Linked DNA regions of Larimichthys crocea: region 2 is linked to region 1. Evidence: chromatin contacts called from public Hi-C data. All regions are on one chromosome and are shown on one strand. Each heading gives the region's core, a stretch centred on a gene start, on an enhancer-like site or on the middle of the called end of the contact. The rest is flanking DNA. Distances are from core to core; before and after follow the strand shown.

What was found. Hi-C and Micro-C count contacts between places; a contact is called where the count stands out from the background.
Region 2: a contact with region 1 is called in a Hi-C map of muscle, with 4 times the contacts expected there. The contact joins the promoter of cdh15 here to the promoter of LOC104922731 in region 1. A contact is called at or near these places in 5 of 7 Hi-C or Micro-C datasets (all in muscle).

What each region holds. Positions count from the first base shown.
Region 1 is chrVIII:10,362,695-10,369,944 of L_crocea_2.0, reverse strand. It overlaps LOC104922731 (CKLF-like MARVEL transmembrane domain containing 3), which reads left to right and starts at 4,292. Exons shown (of 5, transcript XM_010735649.3): 1 at 4,292-4,661. The coding sequence starts at 4,545. cklf (chemokine like factor) reads left to right here and starts at 2,645. Exons shown (of 4, transcript XM_010735661.3): 1 at 2,645-2,798; 2 at 3,233-3,388; 3 at 3,503-3,598; 4 at 3,829-4,217. The coding sequence starts at 2,709. The coding sequence ends at 3,951. LOC104922746 (N-acetylgalactosamine-6-sulfatase) reads left to right here. Exons shown (of 10, transcript XM_027281782.1): 10 at 1,222-1,711. The coding sequence ends at 1,308.
Region 2 is chrVIII:10,556,925-10,564,174 of L_crocea_2.0, reverse strand. It overlaps cdh15 (cadherin 15, type 1, M-cadherin (myotubule)), which reads right to left and starts at 2,497. Exons shown (of 14, transcript XM_019253915.2): 1 at 2,251-2,497. The coding sequence starts at 2,301. The region is part of intron 13 of acsf3 (acyl-CoA synthetase family member 3); the gene reads right to left.

The DNA of each region.
Region 1 (7,250 bases), core at 3,043-5,542:
ACATAAACAAATATACTTTATGGTGAAATTTGTATTGCCAAAAAAATAGTCATGTTTTGAAATGAAAGGTTTTGTTGTTGTGAGGTTTTTCCCACTACATCCGGAGGCAGCGGACCAAAGCCGGTTCAGTTCTCACAGCAGATACTGTGTGTTTCTTTTGGGCCAGCAGCCCTTAAAGTGAGGCGTGTTTGCACCTTATCGCTCTGTTCTCTCCATCACACTGACACATCAGAAAAATTAATGCATAAGAGAAATTGATAAAGCCTTTATGAAAGAATTAATTTTCTCATTTGCTATCTAGCTATCTGTATTCCCTCTCATCTGCGCTCTCACTGTTACTATCTCGCTCCAGAAATCCAGAAGTGTATTTTGTTTTCACCTTAACGTTTTACTTTTCCTAATGATTGTGTGTTTGTGTTCTGCTTTCGTGAGACAAAAAAAGATTTTATTATGATTTAACGCAGCTAAATTGAGCAGTGGCTTTGTCGTCTCGAGCATCAGAGCTTGTGAACAGCAGGGCCATGGATTCATTTGTGACGTAGCGCTGCCCCCTTGTGATGAAGGAAATAAACACAATTTGTCTCATCCCATGTCGTTGAAATGAAGCAATATGAAGCTTTACAGTTCTGTTTTTCATTTGGAAGAAACTAAAATATATTCATAGGTTTGTAAGTTTTATATAATAAATTTAATACCAGGTATAAATGTTTAAGAGGTTCTCACTGACAACAATTGTGCAGCATAAAAAAAAAAGGTCAATCTAATCTTCAGGTTTTAAAAATGAATTTGACTAAATATGATACAGTTACATAATCTAGCACTTTATGAAGCTTTAACATTCCATGACACCTTTGCTCCAGTAAAATAAACCTTTGATTGGACAGTATTTGAAGAATACTGACACATGGTACCAGTTATTGCAAAGCCAGGGGGAAAGAACTATTAAAGAGACAGTTCTGGTTTGCAGTGCTACTTCTGTGCTGGGACTTCTGTACTATTCTGTCTACTGTAGTTAACACACTGATTAGGTGTGAGCGCCTCATGCATCCCAATACAAAAAAACAGAACTATCTCTGTAAGAACACAGGACAGAAAACTGTGGCTACCTAATAGCCTGAGACGTGGCACAGAACAGGACACAAATTGATCTGATGCTCAATAAAACATCTTTTGATAACTTCATATTCTTGTACTTCCTGTGCTGACCTCTCTCTGTTACAGAACTGGGCGCCTGCAGGTTGTGAGAAGTTGAGGAAGTGTCTCAAAGTGCCAAAGTCTCAGCCCTGGAAGTGTGACTGGCCACACTGAGAACAAAAAATGAAGAAACAAAACCTGAAGATGTGCCTTTCTACATGAACTGCAAACTACCATGTTTTTTTTTTTTTTTTTAAGAATATCTTTTTTCGGATCTATTTGTAAAATGGTGTATTTACAATGTTTAAGAGAAGGATGTGGGACCAAGGGAAATATGTTGCTATAACAACATACATTGATTATATAAATAGATTTTGCAGCTGTGATTAATGAGGCAACAGTTTCTGAAGAAATGTTGCAAGAGCCACTTCGGACTAATTTTAGTGAAGTAGATCAGATAGGGAAATGTATTTATTTTAAACATTAAAGTAATGAAGTACTATGCTGGATTCTTTGAATTAAATTTGTATCCTTACTGCAAAACATGTGATTTTTAATAAAAACGTTATTTTTATTACATGTGGCATGACTATTTTTATTACACCGTAGATCCGGTACATTCATAATGCATACATTATGTGTACATACACAAATTTACTGCACTTCTGTTAATGACTCTTAAAATGCCTGACAGTCATCATCATTTCACTATGAATTCAATAAATAAACTCTAAAACCTTTGATAGTTTATTGTTGTGAACATTGTGACATTACTGCAGCTGATTTATTCATTGTGGTGTTTTCCAAAGGAAAACATAGTATCTTTGCTCAATACTAATGTGGTAAATATGGATAAATCATAGCTGTCATTATGTTCATAGAGGCTGCTGAGCCCAGTTAGATTGCCCGCTTGCCCAGCTCGGGTTCTGGCACAACACTGGCTTCGTTCCCTGTCGAAATTCCGGCACTCTCCCGGTACTCAGAGAGTTGATCCTGAACAGCCATCAGAGGAAAAAACAGAAATCATTTGCACCATAAAATATGTTTCACCAAAATCAGTGAAATAGTTGGTGGTGTGTGAATGAGTGCTACAAAGAGTTACATACTTATCACATCACAGGTGATCGTACCCAGCACACAAGGTTAGTGAAAGAACATACGCAGAGTGAGAATGACAGAGCCACCATTCACCTGAAGTCAGTGTAGCATCAAAATGATTTTAAATCTGTTTATTTATGATAAAAAAGTTACACAATTGTGTTATATCAAACATAATATCAAAGTGTATATAATATTTCTACCTGAGCTTCCTTTTTACAAATAAAATTAACAAAAACACTAAAAATAACTTTTCAGTTTGACAGATCACTGACCCTGATGAATCTCTTCCAGTAAAAGTCACAGCACATACTTTACTTACTGTAGCTTTTTCAGTGCATGTGTCAGGCCGCTGCTGGTGTATGGAAATATTACACCTATTTCAAAACAGCCATTTCCGACGTTGCTGAAAGGAAATTGCTCATTTCAGGAAACAGACAGAGTGAGCTGTCTTTACCAAATGAAAACGTACCATCATGTCAGAGTATGAAAATACAAATCCAACCATTGATGTGGACACTGCTTTTCTCAAATCCAAGAGGGGGATCGTGAAAGTGGCAGAGATGGTAAGAATATTTGCACATCACCAAAAGTGGAAACATGTTTAACTTTGTGACAGAAGTGTGGCGGCAGTTAGGTGTGACAGAACGGAGGAACAGAAGTGAAACAACAACAAAGTAGCATGACAAGTTCTCTGTACACTTTAGTAAACAGTGTTAGTAGAACTGCTCAGTTGACAGCAGTGACCCATATTAAAATGCCAAAAGCATTTTCAAAAGCTAAAAGTGTAACTGGATCAGAAAAAAATCTGATGTGGAAACATTGCTTCCTCTTTCTCTACATAAACCAGAATATGCAACATAAAGAATGGGCAATGAGTGACACAGAGCTGTGCAAAAACTCAATCATTTGTTAATATGAGAATGAAGTTTTGGAATTAATATTTTCCACTATTGCAGTAACACTTTTTCTGCCTACTGTGTCTCTTTCTCTGCTTTAGGTGGCCTTTTTTCTGGCGTTTGTGTGTTTCACTGTAGCATCCACACCAAAGTACATTGCAGCCACAGTGATAGAGTTTCTGCTCACTTTATTTCTGGTGTTGCTGTATGTCCTCAAACTCCACAAGAGGCTGACTTTCTTCTTTTGGCCTTTTGTTGTGAGTGAAGTTTTACATCATAATATAATAATATAACATCCTACACACTTTTTAAGACCTTGTACTAAAGAGAATATACCGTCCATGTTGTCTTCTCTTTTTTTTTCTCTTCAGGATCTTCTCAATTCAGCGTTTGCAGCAGTCTACTTTATTGTCTTGAGCCTGATAGCTGTGATTACATACACTGTCACAGGCACACTGGTTGGAGGGGTGAGAAATATTTCTTTAATCTATAATTGCAATCTCAGCTGTGTGGGCCAATTTTGATGTGTGGATTTGAGTTTCCCCACTATACACTGTCAATAAAATGAAATATCCAAACAGTGCTTTTATCTGGGTACATGAGCCGCAGCCCAACAATATGAAGTCTTCTTGAAGATGAAGCTTTTGTCTCTGCAGCGTGCATTTATTTTGACATCTGCTCTCTCATCTGTTTGCAGATATTTGGCCTCCTGTCAGCTGGGCTTCTGTGTGCAGATGCCTACATGCTTTGGAGGAACATCACATTGAACAAGCCAAGAAGTGAGACCCAGAATCAAACCAACAATGACCAAATCAATTAGAGTTAAGTCATACAGTATAATATTATTGTTTGTCAACAATAACAACTTTAAAAATGATTTTTCCATGATCTCAGAGTAAGGTCATTGCAAGCCTGTTTTTGTTTTGTTTGTTTGTTTGTTTGTTTGTTTTGTCAAAAATCAAAGGGTACCAGTTATCATATTTATGATTCCAGCTGTATTTCAAATCTGCGTTTGTGTTATAAAATATGCTTTATAGATATTAAAAGTTGTCATAAAACCACACATGCCAATGAAAATCTTTCTTTGTCTTGTGACATCATCAGTTGGATATTTCTACTCCACTCGGGATTGTGCTGTGTGCAGCTGGGGGGTGTGTGGGTGGGGTAGGCGCATCGCATTACACATCTGGAGAAAGCAGATGTTGCGCTTTTTTGGAGCTCGCTCTGCGTTTCCGCGCTGTCATTGTTTCCGTTTCCACCTCCGAGAAGCCTCACGCCTCCACATATCTCTCTCTCTCTCTCTCACTAACTTTTTTTTTTTGGTTTTGTCCATAATCCGTTACGTTGCGTGGACTTTTTGTTGGACTATCTGAACTTTGAGAGTTAAAATCTTTTTTTTTTTTTTTGCGAACCATGGGGGACATCGAGGCTCCCGACTCGAATCGGCCGCGCCAGACTGTCCTAATGTCTATTCTTCCGAGCAAGGAGTTCGCCACCTCAAGGAAAGGCATGCTGCTCATTGGTGAAGTGGTAAGAAATGAGCAGAGGAATAACTTGTGAAACAAATGAAACTGTCCTTGTGCCATTGTTTCGCCCTGGTGCGCACAAAAGTCAAAGCGCGCTGCGTTTTGGAGACTTCTCTCTTATCTAACAGTTATAGTAGCGGTAGCAATGTGTGGCTTCAATGCATGCTTATAAATAACATGAATAGATTGTTTCACTGTCATTTTGAATATAGGTCAGCCAGTTCCCGTCACAAGGTTTCCATTAGTAAAGGGAGGAGCAGTGAGGGTTTACAGCAAAGTGAGGTAAACTTCTGAAACTTGGAATAAACTTTTGGATCATGGGCACGACGCACGAAGACATTCATTGTTAAGAGCTCCCTGGAGATCAGGCTAAATAAGGACCAAGGCTTCTTTCTGTCTCTCAGTGTTGTGTCAGTATGCGCTGAATCAATTTAACCAACTACTGCTAAACTTTATAGAGAAGTCCCTTTTTTTATGCACTTTTTAAGTCTATTCTAACAAACCAGGAACTGAAAGACTATCTGTGTGTGTCTGTGAGATGGTGTTAGTGCTGAATGGTGTTCTGCAGATCTCTAACGTAATGCATCACTTGCATGAAAGAGTCTTCTTGCAGTAACAGTGTAAAAAGAATGCTGCATGAACTCAACTCTCTCATTTGTATCATGTGACATTCAGCAGTCATCTTCTCCACAGTCACATCCTTCACTCTGTTACAATAACACGTAGCCTGGAGCACAGTCAGCCTCCCGCACACACACACACACACACACACACACACACACACACACACACCACACAATACAGTCTCTTTACTGCTTTTTAACAATGTGACTGTGATCCTCAGCCCCGAGGCAAAAACGCTTGCAGAACTGAACTAAAAACCCTAGCAGCCTTGACGGCTTCCAGACAGCAGAAGTGTGTCCTCTTACATCTGTGTAGGTGAGAGTGCACACCTGGATTAAACTTAGAGTAGACTGGTAAGACTCAAAGCTTTACCGCATTTGTGATATATCCTGTGCAGGGTTTCTGTCAGCTGAGCCAACTCGCCTAAAAATAAAGTCCATCTGCAAAACTCTTTTAGGAAAGATAACATGAAGCTTGGTTAAAAACAGAAACGCAACAGTGATCTCAACAGTTTACTCACCTATTTTCAGATCAATGACAGAAACTCATTTACCCACCTCTAGCACAACACCGCACCACAGGAAGAGGTTATATCCACACAGCAAACACGGCTGTCATTTAAGTTGTAATCAAACTAAATTGCATAACATCACAACAAGCGATGTGTCAGTACATGTGTGTGTGCCACATTTGTAAATTGGGATTCATTTGGTTTTATCTTTGAGTGTAAAGTAGGTTTAACCATTATTCATATTCTTGGTATTTATTGGTGTGCAGCCTCCCTGCTGTAGCTGTGAAGCTGTTCTTGGAATACAGTGAGATAGTCTCATTGTAATTTTTTAAGCTTACACTTGTTGTTTATCAGCCAACAGTCACCGAACTCAACTGTGCGTCTTCCAAAGAGAGCGCAGCCCACAGCTTTACCATTCTTGGCAGTGTTAGTCAGACACATATCCTGCTGAGCATGCATTATTATACAAAGTGTGTCAGACCACCGTGTATTTCTCATTAGGATTCTCAGTCTCAGCCAGCAGCAGGCCCAATAAGGAATGTGAAATCACAGCACACTTAATGTGCTGCGAAAGGCAGATTTCTGTAGCGTTTGAAATGTTTTCAAAATGAAAACAAGCTGCTAATAAAAGGGTACCCAGTGTAGTAAACATGCGCAAAGTGTGCTGTCTCTCTATGTGGCATAAACTGAGAAGCTAAGGATTGTCAGAATTCTTAGCTCGGTATGTAATGTGTTTGCGGCCCTCAGGATGTTTTGTGATGTTTTCGTGATGTTTCAAAGCACACGTGTTTCACCACCTTCGATAACCGACTCACTCGACTCATCACAAACCCTTTAAGGGCAATGCTTTAAAGACAAGGAAACGATTAGGCGATTCATCGATGAGTCATTTGACAGAAAATTATCACCTTATTATATTTATTAGTGTATAAACACCTGAAAACAAGAATCATTATAATTGTGTTACTTTAGAATGAGACTTTATATCTACAGACACTATGGGTCCTCTTCCACAGAGTCCGCCATGTTGAACCACCATGTTTCTACAGTGGCCCAGAAGACACAGAACAGAACTTTTCCGGCCACTTTAGTGTCTCCTTCATACTAGGAAGGAGAGGGTGAGGCGTGGCAGTTGTAAATCAGCAATAATACCACTAGATGCTACTAACTCCCACACACCTCCTTTAAGTAAATCCTCAAGCAAGAGCATGAGCAGCTTCTTCTGTGTGATTGTGATTAGTATTTTCACTATTATCACTGTTTTTCATTGAGGATTAATGAATAATCTATGAACAACAAAGAACCACAAAAAATATTTAACATACAGATTATTTAAAGCACAAAAAAGCACTACGATAGCTCATCTTGTGCTGTTTGAGGTGTTCAGTGCAACACAGTCATATTCTCCAACATACTAAACATTCCTGAGAATCTACTGAGAAACCCAGAGAAAAGCTT
Region 2 (7,250 bases), core at 1,248-3,747, 200 kb before region 1:
GGGGATTACAGAGCGAGACAAATGGCATCACGTATGCATCTGGGAACAGCTGTTGCTGCTGCCCACTCTTCACCACAGCATACGCCCCGCAGACCTGAACACTGTCTGAGTCAAAACAACACCAGTTTACTGAAAATGAAAAAAGTACTGCTGAAAGATGTGAGGTGATCAAAGCCTTCGGACTGGATTGAGCTGCTGATGGTTAAATTAATTTCACTTGGGAAATCTTTTTAATAGAATTTGTAACAATTGTGTCATAAATGTAGCAGAATGCCCAAAATGTTTGTGTATATGTCTGTTTCCAGAAATAGCACAACAATTAACTTTCTGTGCTTTTAGCAGTTGATTAGCATGCACCAGTTTGTCCTCTTTCAACACTGTCAAAAAGAAACTGTTGTTTTTATGGTAAAAAAAGAATTTTACCATAATAAATATAGTGTAACTTTTTCAAATATTACGGTAACAGGATATCACTACTGAGGTAGACATCGGAAAACTACTTAAGCTCTGTGTGGTGTTACAAGTCCATGGGGGGTGATAACCAAACAACAAAAAGTTTCTCTTTCAGTTGGTTTACTATGTTGTAATTTTGATTATATGGAAACAATCTGCTCCACCAAGAATCTGTTGTTTAAGTATGAAATATTAGTCCAGTGAAGGCTTGAAAGGTCGCTCTGAACAGTTTATAGATGACTCATTAACAGGAAACAGCAGCTTTAGTGGACTCCAATGGCAACCCAACATCTCAAACTATTCCAACCAATAATGAGTTTACCAATAAATCTCTAATTACACTTCATCGCCTGCTGCCATTGGAGCCAAAGCTAATTACAGCTACCATCCTCCACTAAGAATCAAGCTGTAGACTTTTCAAAGCCAGCTTTCATTCTTAAACAACAGATTTTTGGTGGAGCAGATTGTTTCCATATAATCAAAATTACAATATAGTAAACCAACTGAAAGAGAAACTTTTTGTTGTTTCAAAAAGTTATCACCCCCCATGGACTTGTAACACCTCTGGCATTTGAAGTGGTGCAATTTAAACCCACAGCGTTACCACACAGAGCTTAAGTAGTTTTCCGATATCTACCTCCAGCCTGAGGACTGGGGTGGTGTCATGCTTCAGGGTTGACAGGATTTTCAAGTCATTCAGGGGATTATTTATCTATGTCTATATGTAAGATGATAAGTAAAATTATTACAGAAGTCCTGATGGCATCCTGTCATTGGGGGCATTGACATCACTGTGACAAACAGTTGTTTTTCTCATGGCTATGTCAGTGATCAATTACGCCCATGTTGAAAAGAGACAAGTGTTTTTTTCCAAAATCAGTTTGCCAAAGAATATGAAAATGAACCACAAAAACTTAATAATAATTTCATAACAATAATCAATTTGTGATGAAGACTTAGACACAAAGGATCTTTGTAGAACTTTGCAGAAACTTTTACCAATGGACAAGGTCAGGGACACCTCACTGAGTTCTGAATTATTGTTTTCCACAGCAATATAACATCTGCAACATTAACAATGAATTATACAGCAAGAATCACTGGAGGCCAATTCACTCAGCCTCCCAACCTGGGCTCCATTACTACTCCAAACAGAGGGAAAGACTGATGGTGGTTGGAAGTGCTGTTGGTAATATGTCAGTTTACATTGTCATCCATTTTAGATCTCACGATGGCGTCTGCCGACAGGAGCTACTAATGATGCCCTGAGCCCTCTGTACACATCTGGACTCTCGTCCTCCTCAAAACACTTCATCATCCTCTTTCCAACTGGGTTGAAATGTTTAGATCTGCTACGACCTCTGATTGCAGAGCCAGTTTAGTGCCTCTATTGATGAAAATCAGTGACATCACTCAGGTAAAGACATAAACTGTATATTTGAAGAGCGGGGCAGCTAAAGGTCATTCTCTAAACATGATCACACTCTGGGGGGGCAGAAGTAAAAAGTTCTTGGGCAAAGGTTTGGGGGTACGCTGAATCAAGATGCATAAAGCAGGGTAAGAGAGGCAGGCAGTATCACATGGTACAACTCAAGTACAAGTGGAGTACCTGTAACAGCCTAACAATCCCACAAAACTTCCATTAGACACTGCAATCAACTTGATAAAGACAACTTTAACTTTTTATATTTAGAGTCTCACTGGATACAGAACACATAAAACAAACACAAAAGCTCTAAAACTGCATATTTTACTCATTTTAGTCGACAGCAGCTATGAAGAGATGGTTTTTCTTACCTGACAAAGCAGTGTGCCCAGCACACACACCATCAACATCCGTACCGCCATCCTCAGTACCTGCACCCAGAAGCTCAGTCTGACCAGACCTCTGATGACTGAAAGATCTGAAGCTCCTCTACTAAGAACTGGGCTCCTGAGTGACTCTACTAGGCAAAAAGGCCACACACCCCAACCCTGAAGCCTGTCCCTCTCTTTCCTTCTCTCTGTCCTCTTGCACTTGCGGTCTCTTTCTCCCTCTCTCTCAACCTCCGTTCCTCTCTCAGCGTTTGTCTCTCACAGCTCCTCCCTGTCCATGACTGGGGTATGTCTCACAGTCGTTGGGTAAGGGGTTAGAATTTCAGCAGCGGCCCTCCCATGTACCCCCCAACACATGTGCTGTCACTCAAAGGCTGATGAGAGAGAGATGAAGAGAGAGAGAGAGATGAAGAGAGAGAGAGAGAGATGAAGAGAGAAGCAGGGCAGCTGTTGGCGGTGTAGACAGAAACTGTGTCTTCACCAGTTAAAAGAGAGCAAGTAAGTCAGTAAACTTTATTTAACAGTTTTTTGAACAACAGTGCTTCAAAGAGGGAGAAAAGAAAGTCCGAAAAGAAAGTCCATGAATAAAACCTGAAAAATGGAAATATAAAATTACTAATAATTTAAACCCCAAGGACTTTCATACACATACAAATATCAGAACTATTCTACAACTTATGAATATATCTAAGGCGAAGATGCTTTCTTGACAATGAAATTACACTTTATAGTTGTAAGCAAACATCTATGTACACCAGCCCAGAATAATAAGTTACAATTGTGGATTTACTCTCCGTTTTTCTGTTAAAACAGCAAAAGATATTGACCCTAGAACCACACTCCACATTGATATCAGTACTGTTGATTTCACATATAAGGTTGGCGTTTTATTAAAATGTCGATGAAAAACTGCCAAGCCATGCCAGTAAAAGACCGTAAAATACGTTTTTAAATATTATGGTTTTTTACTTTACACTTAAGTCTCTAATATACAATACTACTTTATTCTGTATAAATTCACATAAAATGGCATATAAATAAAGGTTTTGACCGTGTTTAATGTATACAGAAAAACACTGTCATACTTCATGGCATATTTTACAGTCTTTTACTGTCATGGTCATACTTCATGGCATATTTTACAGTCTTTTACTGTCATGGTTTGACCATTTTCTACTGTAAAAGCCTTATTATACTTATATTTAGGTATATATAGCTGTATTTTTACAGTTAACATGGAGGGATATTGAATTATTGAAGGAATGCACTAGAAATGTATCTTTTGAGTTTTTTAGCCAGTGTAGTCATAAAATCTGGCTTTGAAAAGACTACAGTTTGATTCTTAGTGGAAGAAGGTAGCTGTAATCAGCTTGGGAGCCAATGGCATCGCAAGATCAAGTGTAAATTCGAAATTTATTGGTAAAGTGATTATTGGTTGGAATGGTTTGAGATGTTGGGTTGTCATTGGAGTCCACTAACATTCCTGTTCACTGTGAATGAGCCATGTATAAACTTTTAAGAGTGAGCTATTCTACCAATGAATACATCTAAGGAAGACCTCTGTCACTTTTGCACTGCTTTCTTGACAATGAAATTACACATCCATGTACACCAGTCCAGACTAATAAGTTACAACTGTGGACTACTCTCTGTTTTTCTGTTAAAACACCTAATGATGTCGAACCACGCTGATCTGTTGAGTGTCTTTTGACATCTGCTGCTGCCACACTGAGAAGAAAATAGCAAAACATTTTTTCTTTTCATCGACAGCCCCCCCCCCCCTTGACAGCACAGCATACTCTTGTGTTTACAGTCTTAAGTAGCTTAGCACTTGTTTTCTTCTCGAATCCTTCTTGTCCGGATAAACCTTGATGCCATAAGGCCGCATACATAACCTCCCTGTCCGGTGCGGCCCGTGTCGTGCCCTCGCACATTCAGAACATTCAGTCAGAACTCTTTGATCTCCAGCTATTTTGAACACTGTCAAATCAGAAGATGAAGATATATGGTGCTCCATGGGTGATGTCAAAGCAGAGATTGCCATGTCTGTTATGTTTAAAATTTGACTGAAACACTGCCATGACTGATGACTGATTTTAGGCGAGCACCTCTGCTGCAGGAAGAAGTGCTTGTCCACTTTTGAAGGGAAAACAGAGCGAGAAGTTTACTTTGTTGGTTAGATGTTCTCAGGGGAGACACAACCAGCAGGAACAGTTAGACATGGGGGGAGGAAGGAGTCCAGATCTCCTCAACGCTACTTTCAACACCCCATCAGCAAGTCTTCTCACAGGTTAAAGGTCGATATGGATCTTTAGAAGGTAAACAACCTTGGACCACATTGGCTTCTTCTTCACTAAAGAGATACTCCTGTGCTTGCAGGTCATATGATTCGTGTTAAAAACAACAAAAGTTTAGACTAACATGGACATTAAGTACCACAGTTATAAACAATGACTCAACTGCATGAATGAAACTCCAGGAGACACAGATATCGTTGATGCTACAGTCTCTCATGCTAGAAAGTAGAGCAAAAAAATAATGTGCTGGCAGGCGGACTGTGCGTGTTGAGTGGGTGCCGGCATGTGTCACTGTGTCCATGACTGTGTGTGTGTGTGTGAGACAGAGAGGGTTCTGGTATAAAGGGGTGATTTTACAGCACCTGTCTCTGTCATTTCAGGCAGAGGCAGTTGGCAGGAGCCGTCCTGATGTTTCCTTTCCTCCATCCCCCCACCCACTGCCCTCACACACACACAAACACTTCCCCAACAACAGGCTTCCCTAGCAGACTGCATGCAGACAAAGAGCATAGCTTGGTCATTTGATAATCTAGACCAATGTTTTCAGATGTTTCTTTTATATAAAGAAGGCCAGGCTCAAAGGTGATGCTGAAGAAGAACTGACACCATATCCAAACTCTGTGTGTGCAGTTTCAGAGACAGCACTCTGCTGCCCACTGTTGGCAGAAATAACAGCACACACAAAGTCAGAGGCGGACAGGCTGCAACTACATTAAACAAGGGTGTAGCCATAATGGAAACTATGTTTAATGATCTTGAGTTGGGGATTTAATCACTGCATTATTAAACTAAATGCATAAACCTTCCTGGTTGTTTAGTATGCTCATTATTTAGAGGAACTAATTGATGTTCTGGCCACATGGGGGCAGCAGAACAAGCTGTATCAGTGGTGGAGTGAAAGGACCCATTTTTACTTAATACGACTTAATATTTCTACTCTACTACATTTCAGAAAGAAGTTTCATGTTTTTAAATAAAATTTTAATATATATTTTTAATGTAATTTCTTCTTATACTCAGTTACTAGTCACTTTTCAAATTAAAGTGTTACATGCTAAACATCTGAGAAATGTATAAAATACTGTATGATGCAGTGCTATAATGTGTCTAATATTGGCTACTCTTTGACAAATGAAAACATTAAGTAGGACTTATTTGTAACTGAGTATTTAAAGACTATTTCTACTTTTACCTAAAAGTAAAATGATCTAAATGTGTCTTCCACCACTGCATATTATCATTTCACTAGTTTGGAGTCAGGTTTCTGTTAGCCTGACGGAAAACTCAAATAGAGCGATGCAAGTGAACTAAAAGAGTTAAATTGCAGGCCATGAAACTGAAACAATGAGCTGAAAAATGCTACAAAGTGAACAGCAGAGTGGATCTTTTTGAATGTGACATTTGTCTCATTGAGATGTCATCTCAATGATTTTATCTTGTAAAAAAAAAAAAAATCTTGCGTATATTAAAAACAACACTTGAGTACAAGATAATTCTAATCAAAAAGATGACATGCAAAAACAACATTTGCACACTGCACCACTTTGATCTTTCTGCCGTAACTCAAAGTTGACAGACCCAGAAGAACATGAAGAAGTGAGATTCAAAGGCTTGTTCGTGCAGGGTCCCACTGAGGCGTTAATAGTGAAGGAGACTTGTGGCGCTCTTGAAGCTGCAGTCAGATCACGACACACAATATTCTTCTGAACACGCAGGAGGAGCCCCACTGATCAGGAAATAAGGAACCCAACCTGGTAGCTGTCTGGCTCACCAGGCACACAGTAACACTATTAATGATGAATATTGGAGGGAGGCGAAGAGAGAGGAAACCTGTACTTGGTTTTCACAGTGGTGAGCCATCTGGAAATCTGCTGTTGATGACTTTTGCATTATTTTTAGTCAGGGTGACATATGTTAATCAATATTCAACTTTGTAAAGTTAATAAATATTATTTGTTTTTTTTTTTCCTGATGAAGAAACACCTCCAAATGGACAAGTCTCCACTGTAAGTGTTATTTAGACTTTCACAGGATGAAACCTATACTAGTGCCGTATTTGGTTTAACAAGGCATTTACATATAAATACCTCTACTGACAAGAGAGCCAATAAAACTGGACTAATTTATTACTATATTTATTTATGACTCACCTATTGATTTAGGGTTAGTGGTATCACTAGGGTTATTTTTACCTGCTTGCCTCTTTACAGGAAGTCAATTCTAATGCCAACAAAGTATTAAAGCCTCTCAGTAAGCAGCTAGTTAGACCAAAGCTCTGACACCCTTTGAAGTGCACCGCGAAGCACTAATATAATTTGTGCATGTATAATGCAGAGGTGTGAGTCATTGATCTGCATGTTTTAAAGCTGCAAGTTCTGCAAAAAGTTGCAAAATTGTTGAAAAAAAACCTCAAAACTAAAACATCAATAATAATAATATATAGAAAAAAAAGTTTGGACATAGTTAAACATTCATTTATTTTGAAATAACTCCATGGTGTGCCCCGGCTCCTGGCTCCAGTCACCCTGATGAGGATAAATAGTTATGGAAAATGGATGGATGGATTTATTTAGAAATTCACAAATGTCCTATTATACTCAATCTCTCTTAGTTTAGGTGTAAAATTGCAAGAAAAAAAACAAGATATGAATGAATAAAAAAAGTTAAAGTAGCTCATATGTATCC